2 separate regions of the Mus musculus genome follow, and region 1 is linked to region 2. A link is a contact called in public Hi-C data. All regions are on one chromosome and are shown on one strand. The core of a region is the stretch at or near the end of the contact, and the rest is flanking DNA. Distances in the headings are between cores, read along the strand shown.

What was found. Hi-C and Micro-C count contacts between places; a contact is called where the count stands out from the background.
Region 1: a Hi-C map of the N1E-115 cell line shows a contact between it and region 2, with 5 times the contacts expected there. The contact joins two enhancer-like sites. A contact is called at or near these places in 2 of 39 promoter capture datasets (the 3T3-L1 cell line and hippocampal neurons), 3 of 484 Hi-C or Micro-C datasets (the N1E-115 cell line and cortical neurons) and 1 of 115 datasets of contacts at active chromatin or transcription factors (astrocytes).

What each region holds. Positions count from the first base shown.
Region 1 is chr1:20,440,674-20,444,996 of GRCm38.p6, forward strand. The region is part of intron 36 of Pkhd1 (polycystic kidney and hepatic disease 1); the gene reads right to left. It overlaps Gm24162 (a small nuclear RNA gene), which reads right to left and starts at 4,239; the gene lies at 4,138-4,239. It also overlaps the pseudogene Gm15795. Within about 2 kb of position 1,253, at least 1 of the 459 cell types and tissues checked has an H3K27ac peak or open chromatin away from gene starts, as enhancers often do. A contact at or near this core is called in the N1E-115 cell line, where this site is marked.
Region 2 is chr1:19,979,664-19,983,761 of GRCm38.p6, forward strand. No RefSeq gene overlaps it. Among named protein-coding and RNA genes, the nearest start is that of 4930486I03Rik, 370 kb to the right of the region's middle. Within about 2 kb of position 2,533, at least 5 of the 459 cell types and tissues checked have an H3K27ac peak or open chromatin away from gene starts, as enhancers often do. A contact at or near this core is called in the N1E-115 cell line, where this site is marked.

The DNA of each region.
Region 1 (4,323 bases), core at 3-2,502, 460 kb after region 2:
TGACTCGTGTTCCCCTAGTGAGCTGCTCTACCACCCTACCATTCTTAGCACAACAGGCAAACACTACAAACTGTGAGACAAAATTATTCCTCCATTTGTATTGCTCTTCCAGGTACTACAAGGAGCTAACTGACTCATCTGGGACAAAAAGGCATGTTGGATTCAGCACGTGACAGTGTGCTCTAAAATCAACAAAGATGGGGAAATTTGACAAGGGGCTGGACAGTGGATTGAAACGGCACCACACTCACCAACTCGCAGCAGCTGTGGCTGTTTGCACAAGATCTGTACAAAAGAAGCCAGTCAAGAGCCCAGCATGGAAGGGGAGGGACACACGAGTCACCATCCCAGCTGAGCAGCTATTGAATATTGAGAGCTGTTAGAGGAAACAAAGTCATTCTTTTTTTTTTTTTAAATCAGGCATGCTCCACTGGCTCCAGACCATGTGGGTGACACTAATTGGACTCAGCGTTATTTGTGAAAAGGGGAAAGAAGTAAGGAGAGGGGCTAGAGTAGAAGTTGGATTGGGAAGGAATTGTGCGGAATAATGGTTACTGAATATAGTTAAAATGCTCTATGTGAATGAATGAAAATCCTCAAATAATTCATAAATATTGTATTTTTAAAAGGAATGAAGCTTCATCTCCAGCAGCCAGCAGTAATCATTTTGATAATATACAAATTCTAAATATAATAGATTGGAAAGATCCTTAAAGCTGTGAATTGAAAACAACTTTAGAGGGAATGAGATCCCACCCCAGTTGCACCAGAGAAGCCATAGGACTGGTGGAGTCTGAGCAACAGGAGAAAGGAGGCAGCCAGATGACAATTCTACTGTCTCTACATCCTCTTCCCTTGCAGAGCAAAGAAAAACACTTCAGTGTACATCCTGAAGATAACAGGGGCAAAAGCAATCCAAGGTCTTTATTATCCAACTAATTCTTTCAGTAATTCAGTTTGCTTTATATATAGAAGCAGCTGCTATCTGTAAATAACATTTTAACTTGGGTCCAATTCTCAGCCATCTCCTCTGTTATCTCTATAAGTCCAAAAGAAACAACAAAAGTTAATTGAGTTCTTATTCTGGACCATGCCCTGTCAAAAACTAATGGCTTTAAAAATATTTCCTCATTTAGCCCCAAACATCCCTCATGACCTGGGGAGTGCATAGTAACACAGCCTCACAATGGTCACAAGTGCTTGCTATTGCTGTGACTTCTGAAGTCACTATAATTTGGTACTCCCCCAGAAGGGAGAATCCTGAGGCTTATAAAGACTCTTAGTTTAACCAAGGTCACAGAGATGGTGGATGGTGAAGCCCTGATCTAACTCAGTTCCTTCTGGCTTGAAAGCCTGCCAAGCATTTAACTGTCCTGGTATACACCAGTAGACCAAGAAATAGAATATCACATTAAGAACAAGAAGTGTATTACTAAGCAACAATGGAAACTGGAAGCAAGCTTCAAGTCAAAGCATTTTAAAGAAATGGTACTGTGAGGAATAAGAACATACAAAATGTCATTTATATTGCATGGATTTACTCATTGGATAATCAAACAAATTACTGTATCCACCAACTCATATTTATCATAGTTTTATGCATGCATATATGTATGTATGAGGGAAAGACACAGAGATATCTAAAATATAAAGGCTCTACATCATAAGCATAGTCTAATCTCCCCTAATTACCTCTTAGTTAATTATTATCTCTCAGCCACTTAACATCAAGCTGCTTGACCACCAGATGAGAAAGAGATTCATTACCTCATTCAGGAAATATAAATGTTTCCTCAACTGCAAAAAGTCTTCGCCTGGAATGCATAATGCGCTGAAAGAGGGTAACTTTTCTTCTTTGTTTTTATTGCTCCTCATAATTACTTGGAATGAAAATGATAAGTTTTAATTCAAAAATGCCTATAGCTATTGAGCATCTTAACATAAAAGGACAAAAAAAGTATAATTAATGAAATGAAGGCAATATGGCTCCTTCTACCCTAACTCATTAGTAATAACTGATTAATTCTCTTTTGTGTTTAACAGTATCCCTAATAACTAGAAAAGAAAAAGTTGAGGGGTTAGGCATATGCTCAATCAATGGAGGACTTGCCTGGCATGTGTGAAGCTCAGAGCTCCATCCCCAGCTCTTCTCTGGGATGCAGGCGTATAAACCCAGCAATAGGAACGAGATGCAGAAGGATCAGAAGTTCAAAGCCTTCTTCAGCAGTGGGGATTGAGAACCCAGTTTTGCCTACAGATTTTGCCTCAAAATGCAAAAATGAAAGAGTGGGAGTTGGAGAGGAATAGAGATGAGTAATAAATGCAAATTTTGTGTCTTTTTCCAATTAGAGTAAAATAATATTGAAGAGGGACAGCAAAATAGGTTAGCAGGCAAAGGGCTTTGCACTCCAAAACAAAATAAAGCAAAAGTAGATAGATCTCAATTTATTTATTATGCTTATACAAATGTGACTTATTTCAGTACAATTTAAGAATAATTGAAAGGAGGGACATGGGGAGATAACTCAGTTCTCAGCACCCACAAGGAAGGCTCAGCATTATAGGGTAGGTCCATCATCCCACCATTGAGAAGGCAGAGACAGAAGAATGCAGGCAGGCACTGGCCAGCCAGTCTAGCCCTATCAGTGACATCCAGATTTGATTAGAGAATCTCCCGAAAATGATGCAGAGAGTGACTGAGGAACAAAGCTGGCAGGAACACTCTGCCCCTCCCACCCCACACAAGTATGTACACATGTGTACACTATAATATTTCAGATTTGGTTCCCTAAAGTCTTTTGAATAAACTATTCCAGCCTTGACACTTTCCTAGTATATCTCAGCCTGTCGGTGGAATGAGAAAATTAAAAGAAAATTTTCTCAGCTTTTTTCAGATTTGATTCCTGGTTATGAATAATAAAGGCCATAAGAGATGTCCAGAGACTGAGTTGCTCCTGGTGAGTGTGACAATACTTTGATCTCTTACTGAGTAGCTCTTTATTGTCCTTCAAGTGCTTTCATATATACTGTGGATCAAAATTGAGTTATATAGAATATAAATTATGTATTGAGGGCTGGAGTTCTTCATCAGAAAAGACATTCCTCTACATATTTTAGAAGCAGAAAGATAACTTAGTAAGTGACATTATGCTGTTGAGAACCCATAATTATATACGTGTACACATATGTGAGTATGTCAGTATATACTATGTGTGTATATGTGAACATATATTTTACATGTGTGTACATACATACATGTGTGTATATGTGAACATTCATAAGTATGACTGAAACAATTGAGGAGACTGAAAATAAATTAACTAGGAAAGATTGCAGTCAAGAAAGCAGGAAATAATTTTTTATCATATACCCAATAGTTTATGGGCGAAACAGACTTTATACCTACAGTCTTTGCTGATTCAATAAAGCTAGACAGTCATATTTACATGGTCACATAGTTCTGAGCCATCTACTTCACTGTTTAATAACATGCTTCTGCATGTAAAAGCACATCTCTCCCAACAGGGCTCATTAAAGACCACCAGAAGACCTTTAACTTTATCTGCATTTATTTTATGTTGAATTTATTCCCGGGCCATGAGTGTTTGTTTCTTCAGTTTCTTCTGGGATATCTTTTTCTTCTGTGCAGCCTCCTCTTCTGGCTTTGGAACGATCTGTTCCTTCTCAGTGAGGATCATCTCAATGTGGCAGGGGGAGCTCATGTATGGGTTAATCGGGCCATGAGCTCTGTAGGTTCGTCGGCGTATCCTAGATGCCTTGTTCACCTGGATGTGGTCAATGACTAGATAATCTACATATAAACCTTTAACTTCAGCATTACTCTCTGCATTTTTAAGCATGTGTAGCAAAAACTCAGCACTCTTTTTGACCACCATCCCTGTGTCCAGCCCCACTGTTTGGCCTGGGCACACCTACGAACTCCACCATTATATCACTGTAATGGCACACATTGCTTCTTTAAAGTGACATCCTTCAGATACTTGGTGGCATTGCAGATATGCATACCCTTGATGGCCTGGGCAGTTTCCCAGGTGTTCTTAAAGTGAACACAAAGGTTTGAACCTCTTGATTTGTATGATTTTGTGGGGTTTTCTGGGTCAAGAGAGTAGCAAACCAAAAAATATGGTACACTTCATGAATTTTCATGTCATCCTTGCGCAGGGGCCATGCTAATCTTCTCTGTATCATTCTAATTTTATGTGCTGCCGAAGTGAGCACAGGAAGTATTTTAATATACTTTTAATATACGCAATAGACTTTACCCAGAACTAGAATTGTATACCATTTGCTTGCCCATTCATA
Region 2 (4,098 bases), core at 1,283-3,782:
CAAGCTGCGGTACTTTAGCAATCTGGTAGTACTTTTGAGATTGATACCAAAATTTCTTGTATATATGATACCTTTCATTAACTAGAATATAAATATTTATTCATATAGAAGTAACCCATCAAGGCACCTTTCTGTGTTGTCTAAGATGGACTATAAGACCTTTGTATTGTCTCGGGAAATTATCCTTCAGTGTATAAGGCTGTCTGGATAAGCTTATAGCCTGATGCTCAATACTGATACTCTTGGGCTCCAAAACATAATGCTGCAAAGTTTTACCCTGCTCAGGACTGTGACACTGACAATTGGATTTATATCATATCGACATTGATTAAAAACCCTATAATTCCTCAGATGTAGACAATGCTTCAGAGCTTAAGTCAAGATTAGCATGCATGTGTATGCCACGGGAAGAATGCAAGCTTGAGACTCAACGGTGGGTAGTTGTGACAGTAATAAGGATGAAGCTAGGAAAAGTGGATGTTTCTGATCAGATACCAATAAAACAGCTTGTTTCTAAAACATTACACATGATTGGCATGCTTCCTGGTAGAATAAAAAGCAGGTCAGTTTTAACTGTTGTTATATTTCTATGGTGTAAGGAGACAAAGAATTTAGATGAATGGGGTGAAGTGAAGGTGGTGAGAGCTTTGTCTGGCTTCACAGCCATGATGTTTCAAAATGTTGTCTTCCCTGGGCCTTTTCCCATCTCCTTTATGTTGTATTTAGATTCTGTTGTTAAACCCACACCTCCAGAATCTTGTAAAATTAGTATGGGGGTTAGAAAATTAGCTGGATTTCAAATTGGGTCTCCAAGAGGCTTCAACACACACACACACACACACACACACACACACACACACACACACACACACAGAATAAGAAACACCTCTTGGTTAACAAATTATTTTAAAAATTATTGCTTTTTATTTTATTTCAATTTTACAAATGGGTGTTTTGTCTGCACGTGTATCTGTGCATCATGTGTGTACCTGGTGCCTTTGGAAGCCAGATGAAGTTATCAGATCCCATGGGAGTGGTTGTGAACTGTCATATAAATGTTGAAGACTGGACCTAGGTTTTCTGAATGAACAGCCAGTGCTCTCAACTGTGGAGCCATCTCTTCAGCCCTCAGTAAGAGCTAAGTAAATTCTTAATGGAGAATAATGAAAAGAAAAGGGAATTTGTTTGAGACCCAAGTCAAATGCCTATTAAATTCAAATGCATAGAGTGAAAAGCTTAACATTCCTTGCAAAATATATCACTAGGGCAGAACCAGGAAGGCACAGAAGTATTGAGTAATAAGTAATAAGGGGCATATATATATATGTATATATATATATATATACATACATATATATACATATATATATATATATGTGGTATAAACACACACCCATATATATACCTTTTTTAAAAAAATATATACATGTTTGTGCATATAGAATAGCTACTTCGAAGGAGTAATAGTCCCTACAAAACTATCACCTGCCACAGAGCCAATAAAACATCCTTATAAGCCAAGAGGTTTAATTTTCTTATAGAAAAATAGGAAGACTACACACACCAATACATTTTGCAGTCTTTTCTTTTATTCCAATATATGCTGTGTCTCTTTTCTTCCTGGTCTTTCTCACCCCCAACATCATCTTACCCTCCCTCTCTTTGGCCTTTATTACAAAGTCTTTGTCCCTGAGCCAGAAGCATGCCTCAGGGTGGTAGCCCTGTGGTCTAATAAAGGAGCCCTTTTGTCAATGGCCAGAATGATTACCTCTTGTGCAGCTGCCCCTGGTGTTGCATTTTGTAACACAATTTGGCCTCTTTGGGCTCTGGTTAGTCCTATTTAACTTACTGCAGGGGTTCCCTGTTTGATCTCTAATTGATATAATTGACTGGGAATAATCGGAAAGGCTTTATAGATGTTTATTGATAGCTAATTTTCCTTCATCCATTGTTTAATTCGATAAGAGCATAACCTAATTTATTGTCACTCCAATAGGGATCCATTATCCTTTTGATAAATGCTTCTGGGGTCAACTTGTCAGTAACTGATTTCAAAGCACTGTTAACTCACAGAGTCCATCATTAGTTAATGGCAGTTTAGAAAGCTAATGATGTTATAAATTACGATCAATAAGAACATGGAAATTACAGTGTTGAGCAGGATAACACCATATTATTAAGCAGACACTAAACTGCACCTTTATTTATGTGTGAAAAGTTTCTAAATCCACTTAAGGATATTCATGACTGACAGACACAGTCCTGAATCAGAAGGGGGAATAAAGCAACTGGTACTTAGAGAAACATTTCAAAACCATCAAGGGGCTACACTTGCACTCTCTGACAACAGGGGGAGTGTACAGAAAAAAATTCATACAATCTGAGACAGGACACATACATAGCTATCATCTTAGATCTTTAATCCAGTCCCACTAATGGAAGGGAAAATATGCCATCAAAGAAAAATATCCTCAAACCTGCAAAAGCATGCAGGCATTGCATATATTGCATGTCTTTGTTTCTCGGGGTTCTGTGAAGTCTGGAAAATATGTGTATAAGTTCACTGGTGCAACTAGCTTCTCTCTAATGGTTCTCCACGTAGCTGATTGAGCTCATGGTGGATTCATAAGAGACATGAGTGAAACAGAGCCAACAGCTCCTTTTCTTGTAGCAACCCACTTTTATATAGAGGTCATTATTATTTCTTTTCAACATGCATTAATTCCATAATATGATTCCAATTAAATATTTTGTTCTGGATTGATATGCTATTCATTTATATCTCAGCATACCTCAGTACATAGCAAACAGCCTTCATAAATTCTACTGGTCATTCAACAATGTCAAGCCATGTTTTCTGGGGAAGGGGTGGAGAGTTGAATCACATAATAAACACTGCAGTAGGTACAAGTGGCTAAAATGAAAATTTTATGAATATCTCACCATGATAAAAAATCAAATACAGTCTAAATTAATGCTGTTTTTCACACTAACACAATGTCTTTAATATATTATATTTTAGTAATGAGAAACGGTATGTAGAAATATAAAATAAAATAAGTACAGTAAGAAGTAAAATAAAGTAAAACAAATGAACTACTCTATGTGGAGGCATGGCCCATTAGCAGTAACCAAGAGAAGGACTGAGAATGTTCCAGAAAGGGAGCAGTGCAGGGAAAGGACATATCTGTCTTCTGTGAGCCATCGGCTGTTTTCTACTGTGTAGTCTCTGCTACTTTGAAGACACCGTGGAGGGCTGGCAAGTAAAGGGAGCTGCTTGCAGATTGATTTCCTTGCTTCAATAGCTACTTGACATGGCAAAGTTTGGCTTCATTCCATTTTCAAATTGAAAATTTATACAGAAATGAGAAAAACCACCACACCCAGCAATGAATTAATAATAGCTGCCAATGAGCTCCAAGAACTGGCATGGCCTCATAATGCCTCCTGATGTCGTTCTCATTGCCTGTGAAAGGGAATTTGTCCTTAAGCTGCTTATTTTCAAGCTACATGGGAAGAAAGCAAACTGTATGGCATGTTTATCCAATAAGGCATAGCAAGGAAACTAAAGAATTAGATGGGAGGGAGTGAAAAGAGATAGAAATTTAAGAGCCAGCCAGGCTGAAATAAAGCAGGCAAGATTAGGAGACACATGTACAATTCTCCACGGTCCCTAAAGTCTCTAGCGAGAAGGTAGAAATGAACTAATTTATTAGTAAAATCGCATCAGGGGCAGTAATTTCATGTTAGTGAATTTACATGTAACAACATTAGGCTCCCAACCTCCACCTCACCAGTGTGGCCCTCTCTGATGATGAATGAGGTGCCTAAAGAAAGATGATAGTTTGATTGTTTTCACAGCAAACAGATCAGCTTTTTAATTTCTTGCCTCTGTGTTTATTGCTTATTTGGCCCCTTGCTCGGCTTGTAAAAACTTGGCTAAATGGAAATGAATAAATGTAATTACTGTGGGTGACAGTGGTAATCTGTGTGGGTTTTTCATATTGGCTTTGCCAGCCTTAATCTAATCACTCGAGAATATGTGTCAGAGCACAAATATACTGACAGAAAGCAGAGTTCTCAGTCAGTGCCAAGCAC